Linked DNA regions of Sus scrofa: region 1 is linked to region 2. The links are chromatin contacts, called in public HiChIP or PLAC-seq maps. All regions are on one chromosome and are shown on one strand. The core of a region is the stretch at or near the end of the contact, and the rest is flanking DNA. Distances in the headings are between cores, read along the strand shown.

Region 1 (3,264 bases), core at 380-2,879, 170 kb before region 2:
GAAAGATCTCACCTCTCCAGGGCACCTGCTTCACCCTCCTGAAAGCTGAGCTAAGCAAATAGCTGGGGAGTTGGAGACTCCAGGTTAAAAGCTCCTGCCCAGTTTTAATCTCAATCCATGGATTAAAGACAGAAAAGGTGCTTAAATGAAAGCTTCCAGCAGGATTCCTCTGGAGAGAGCTGCTTTTGTTTAGGGTGTGGGGGGATTGTAAATACTTTGATAGGTACTTGGGAGGCAGGGTGATTTGGAGGGGGCATGGGGCAGCGGGAGGTGACCCGTAGGAGGGAAAAGTTTTGCTTTAGACATGATAAGACTTGGGAGTGAGGGGTTCCCGTGTGGCTCAACAGTAACAAACCCAACTAGTATCCATGACCATGTGGGTTTGATCCCTGGCCTCGCTCAGTGAGTTAAGGATCCAGCTTTGCCATGAGCTGTGGTGTAGGTCGCAGATGCGGCTCAGACCTTGTATGGCTGTGGCTGTGGTGTAGGCTGGCGGCTAGAGCTCCAATTCGACCCCTAGCCTGGGAATTTCCATATGCTGCGATTGCAGCACTAAAAAGCCAAAAAAAAAAAAAAAAAAAAAAAAGAAAGAAAGGAAAAAAAAAGGCTTGGGAGTGAGCAAGGCAATAAGGAGATGAGGGTGAGGGGAGAAGACAGGGATCAGAAATTGGAGAAAGGGAGGCAGAACCCAAAGAGGCTGGAGAGGTAGACCCAGAGGTGCCTGGACCTCTTGATGGCAGGGGTCAGACTTTGCTTAACCACAGCCAGGGGTTGGAAATACTTCTTACACAGTGACCCAGCATCCACGTGTAGAGAGTGACCTATGTACACACACACACACACACACACACACACACATGCATGCACACAAGCAGAAAAAAATGGAGGAGATGGATTGGGGTTTGGAGGTGACTAAAGGAATTTCATCTGGATCTGATGGGATGGGATGGGATGTTCCCCAGTGACATCTGGGTTTCACGCACAAGAACGCACAGAACACCTTCAGAACCGCGTACGCTCCCTAAACCTCCAAGGCAGGGGCAGGGGCGGGGTCTCTGTCCTTGCCTTTGTAACTGTGGGTCATGCATCTGTATCTGGGGGCTGGGGGACCTCTTTCTGTATGTCTGTTTTTCCATGCCTGCATATCTGTGTGTATCCCATTTTCTGACTCAATTTATCATTTCTCTGGGACACACTGTCCTAGAATCTTATACCAGATGTTAACATCTCTGAGCCTCAATTTTCCCAGCTGTGAAGTGGGTGTAATAATGCCTACCCCTTGGAGCGGTTGTGAGGATTATTTGAGAGAGCAGATGAAAGTACTGCTAAATCATAGCAGCTATTCAGATGAGGGGGTGGGCAGTAGTGATGGTGGTAGTAGTAACAGATTCTAGCCAAGAGGAAAAGGATAGAAAGGATGAAGGATTTAATCAATTGACCTGTAAGACCAGCCTGGAGGGTAGGCAGGGATGTGGCCACCTGGTCACCATGGTTTGGGGCTGGAAAGTGACCACACACCCCAACCCCACCCCAACCCCATCCCAACCCCATAGATTCACCACCCAAACCAACCCTTACAAAAGCCTGAGGCATCACGTTCTTGCTCAGCAACTGACTTATGAGCCAGACCACATCATCCTCCCCATCCATAAGGCAGCCAATCCTCCAGCCTCCTCTGATCCAGGGGCTGTCTCCCTCCAGGGTGGCGTGAAGCTTTCTTCCCCAGGGCACCCATCCTTAAAGGACCATTCCACATCCGAGTGCAATTTCCCAACGCTCCTTTTTCTCTGTTCTTTTCCAGGGACCCAGTGCCCCAAGCGTTCCAAAAATAAGAGAATATCCCCAAATTTGGCCTGGGGCGGGGGGATCGGCCCCTTCCTGAGACCATCACCCAGGGCCATCCCTGTTGCAACGGTGGTCTCGTAACAATCGCTTACAAACCCGGTTAGGCAAGTTGCTTTTGCGTGATGGGCTATCTTGAGTAAATAGCATCCTATGTCCCCTGCCGGTCACTTGCTCAAGACATTGCTGGACATTGCATTAGAGTCACTGACACACAGAGTTTTGAAAATGAAAACAGGCCCTCTGGCTTCTGATCAGATAGCATTTAACTCATTCGTGATTGCGCCAGGGTTTCCCAAGGCTCTGGGGCCACAGAACGGCTCTTGCTACAGTGCAGACAGAGGCTGGTGGGGACAGTTGGAGCCTCGGGCCACCCAACGATGAAGCTTCTAAGAGTGAACAGGCCAGCTGGGGTCTGCATCACCTTGGCCCCAGTAGCCCCCATGTGGTCCTCTGGGGCCGTTTAGCCTGTTGAGCTAATCCAGGTTCGACCCCCACGGGGTTGGGGGAGTAGATGTGGTTCCAGTCTCTTAATTTGATCCCTTATTCTGGGGGCCTTTCCTGATGATAGAGATCCTGAACTGACAGGGGTAGATAAGATACATTTCAGGCATCTATCGCTATGCGACACATCAGCCCAAAACCATGATTTAGAGCAGTGATGGAGATCCCGCGGTGGCTCGGCAGGTTAAGAACACAACAGGTATCCATGAGGATGTGGGTTGTTTGTTTGTTTGTTTGTTTTTTAATGAGGACTTTCTTTCCTTATTTCTTTTTGTCTTTTGTCTTTTTAGGGCCACACCTGTGGCATATGGAGGTTCCCAGGCTAGAGGTCTAATCAGAGCTATAGCCACCGGCCTTCACCACAGCCCCAGCAACACAGGATCCGAGCCATGTCTGTGACCTATACCACAGCTCACGGCAACACCGGATCCTTAACCCAGGATGTGGGTTTGATCCCTGGCCTCGCTCAGCCGGTTAAGGATCAGCAGCATACGTGGCAGATGCAGCTCGGATCTGGCGTGGCTGTGGCTGTGGTGTAAACTGGCAGCTGCAGCTCCGATGCAACCCCTAGCCTGGGAACTTTCATATGCTGCAGGTGCTTTCCTAAAAAGACTGAAAAATTTAAAAGATAATAATAATAAAGCCATGACTGAACTTCTCACACTTCTGCTGGTCAGCTAGACAATTCCTCTGCTGGTTTTGTCTGGGTCTGTTGGATGGTCACTGGGAGTAGAAGCTCCAAGATGGCCTCAGTCATGAGTCTGGAAGGTGGTACTGGCCTTCTCCTCCATGAGGGCCTCCCATCCTGCAATCAGCAAACCGGCTGCCTTACATGGGGGGTCTCAGGGCAGCATCCCAGGGAGTGAAGCGTCTTGGAGGCCTGGGCTTCAGAACTCACAGGCCCTCACATCCATCATG
Region 2 (3,219 bases), core at 304-2,803:
CAAGGTGAAAATAAGATTCCCTTCTTTGGAGATTTTATGGGAAAATGAAATATCAAACAACCGACGTCTACAAAGATTCTGGGTTTTAAATGAAGCAAAGAACTGAGCTAATGGGGATTTTTGTTTGGTGTCTGATTTCATCCAGAATTGAGGCCAGTGCTTTCCTTCAAGGTTTCTATTATTTGGCAGAGGAAGGGAATTATCCGCCTCTGCCTCTAGCTGTGGGCGCACAGCTGCAAGTCCTCCGCAAGGGCTAACGTTGCAGTAGGGTCCCCAGGACAAAAATCCTCCCCCAAGTTACAAGGTAGTGGCTCTGATCCCTCCCATTAATTTGGTAAAATCAATTAGGTTTCAGTTGTAGTAATTATGTAACACAGTGAAGATTCGATCACCCTGAGCAATGGGTTTTCCCCCTTGTGGTCTATATAAATTCATCCATAAACTATATTCTTGATTAATGCTTTATTGTAAGTGATTACAAACACAAGGCATTTCATAAGCATATTTGTCATTTGTTACATTGTAATTCAACAGTAGGCATGGTGCAAAAATTATAATCTTCAGTAAATGAACGCGAAACAAACAAGAGCTCCACAAGGCTCAAACGCATCTCAGTGACTCAGTCCCAGAGTCAGTCTAAACCTCCACTCAGACTGGGTCTTAAGCATTTACTCATTACAGTGGGATTGGCTGAGTGTGAAATATTACCAGAGGATGAAGGAGACCCTGGTAGGTATACAGAAGACTAAGGAAAGGGGCTGAGAGAGACGGGAGATTTGAACAGAATTATGGAAAACTTAGAAATAAACTATGATATAAGCCTTTATTTCAAAAACCATACTGAACATCCAAAACAAAAAGTGATTGCAAATTTCCATTTAACTGAGTAGCAACTGCTATCATTTACGGGGTATTCCTCATATGCTAGGTATTGCTCCAAGAATTCTCCACGCACTATCTCTTTTGAATCCCCATGAGAACTCCATAATGTTCCAATTCCCATTTTAGGGATTAAAAAAAACCACTGAGGAGCAAAAAGGTTAAATAACTTGCCTCAAATCTCACAGCGGAGGGCTGGGAATGGAACTCACTTCTGACTCCCAATCTGAGCCATTAACCAATGATGTATCTTCTCTACTTGGACATTTTGGAGTGAGTCTCTCTGAGTACCCTTTGGGGCTCTAGCAAAACGTTTCAAGTATTTTCTGATGCTTCATCCTACTGATTACACAATTACAGTTTCCCAATAGAAAGATACCATCAATTGTTTCTGTTTAATCATACCTCATTCCATTTCAGTCGTCTCTGCTTAAACAGGGGGACGTCCCACCTATCAGAGTAGAAACGAAAAAGAAACCAGCTTGCAACCTGTTTTATTATCTTTCCGAGGTTCTCACAGCTGAGCCTTAACATTTTCTTCTTAAAAACCTTGCAATCGGACTGGTGCTTCTTGTTTTGAGAGGCCAATCTTATTAGATCATGTTCTAGCTCAGTGTAGGCCTTGCTCAATACTCTGAAATTTCAGACCTACTGAAGCTACTAAAAACTTTTCAGCTGAGGAGTCCACGACCTCATGTGAAATAGGAGTCATGGGAATTTGAACAGACTCATAAAACAGCTCTATGGTAAACTGAAACGCCGATGACAATGGAATGAATGACTAATATTCACATATGACTTTTTATCCAAAGCCCCCGGTGTCCAGTGCATTTTTGCAAACTTATTAAACCTCCGCACAGTCCCAACTATGCTACTTCCATGATACAACTTTTTCATGGACTGCTGCGTGCGGGCCTCATGTGACCAAGCCTTACTTGCCCTCAGGTGCCTGGCAGGTGGTAGGAGAACTAGCCTCTTCCATCTGCAGAATAAAGAACTACTACAAAGGAAGAATTCGAGCTGGGGCAGATTTCAGCAACTGAATGGGGGGCCTGGAGAACCTTGCAGGAGGGGTCTGGCCTCGCAGCTGAGAAAGAGAGATGGGCAAATGGCTTCCTAATAAAAGCAATTTGCAAATGCTTCTGCACACATTACCTTTGTGCTATGTGGCCCCAGGACTCAGTGGAAGTGAAATGTGTATTTTATTTCCCCTCTAGATCTCCACGCTCCCTTCCCCAGAGCCAGCCTATAACCTCAACTCTCTCAGCAGCCAAAAGTAGATGACTAAGGACAAAGCCAGAGGGTTCAACTTTGGGTTGTTGTTTAGCCTGTATTACTGGTAGTAACCAGAACAGCATAAACTGCTACCATGAAAAAGGTCAGAGGCCAAAAGACTGCTCTCTGACTCAGGGAAAACATCAGGCGAGGATAATTTTCAACTGTGTGATTTTTCAATAAATGACACAAAGGATGTTCTACTTGGGATTCTTGGTCTTAAATCAGAGCGCAAAGGCCGGAGAGTCAGTATTTAGCATCTTGATACTTTGGGGTCATGGTGTGCAAGGAGAAGAATTTTCCCTTTTCACGTGGGATTATAATGTAACGAAAATGGCACTGGCTCTAAGAAATGTATAAACTTCAACGTCTCTGGGGCTAGAATTGAGCAGGAGCAAAGCATTGGGGCCGGGGGGTTGGGGGGAGACTAGGCAAGTGGAGACGCCGACAAGCTGCTCGCCTCTCACTCAGGCAGACCCAGCGTTGTCAGGTTCGGTATATTTAAAATAAAAAAATTGGAAATGTGGCTTGCTATGTGAAATCTCCCAATTTGTGTGTGTTGCAACTAACTGATGTACATACAACTATGTGGGCCAAACACACACATCTGTGGGCTGGATCCAGTTCACAGCCTCTGGTGTCTGACCTCTGTGACCACAGTAATGGTTTTCAACCCGTAAGCAGTTAAAAGGAAACGAGATCTGACACATCCTCCAGGGAGCAGACGACACTGTTGCTTGGTCAAAAGACTCTTTATAACTCCACCGAGTGAGGTTTCAGAACTAAGTCCAAGCAGTCGATGAGTTTATTCTTCGAACAGCATCAAGTCTACAGCTGGAAGGAGGTTGGCGTCAGGGGATCTTAGGGAAGGTTAGGGAAGGGGTTTAGTGAGCCAGGTGTTCTGTGGCTTCACAGTAAGAAGTCTAACCAGCTGAATCCGCCTGTTTAAAATCTAGTTTGTTCTTTCTGCTCTTAGAGGCTAATGGCCAAAGAAATGTGTCAACCAGGGACTTCCAGGTGGTGGCTTAACAGGACTGACAGAAAGTTCAGCCGGAGAGCAAAGAG

The links. HiChIP or PLAC-seq counts read pairs in DNA pulled down with a chosen protein or histone mark.
Region 1: an H3K27ac HiChIP or PLAC-seq map of alveolar macrophages shows a contact between it and region 2. The contact joins two enhancer-like sites. A contact is called at or near these places in 2 of 47 Hi-C or Micro-C datasets (embryonic fibroblasts and liver) and 1 of 2 datasets of contacts at active chromatin or transcription factors (alveolar macrophages).

The regions. Positions count from the first base shown.
Region 1 is chr4:14,243,367-14,246,630 of Sscrofa11.1, forward strand. No RefSeq gene overlaps it. Among named protein-coding and RNA genes, the nearest start is that of TRIB1, 53 kb to the right of the region's middle. Within about 2 kb of position 1,630, at least 2 of the 83 cell types and tissues checked have an H3K27ac peak or open chromatin away from gene starts, as enhancers often do. A contact at or near this core is called in alveolar macrophages, where this site is marked.
Region 2 is chr4:14,409,143-14,412,361 of Sscrofa11.1, forward strand. The region is part of intron 4 of NSMCE2 (E3 SUMO-protein ligase NSE2); the gene reads right to left. Among named protein-coding and RNA genes, the nearest start is that of TRIB1, 110 kb to the left of the region's middle. Within about 2 kb of position 1,554, at least 19 of the 83 cell types and tissues checked have an H3K27ac peak or open chromatin away from gene starts, as enhancers often do. A contact at or near this core is called in alveolar macrophages, where this site is marked.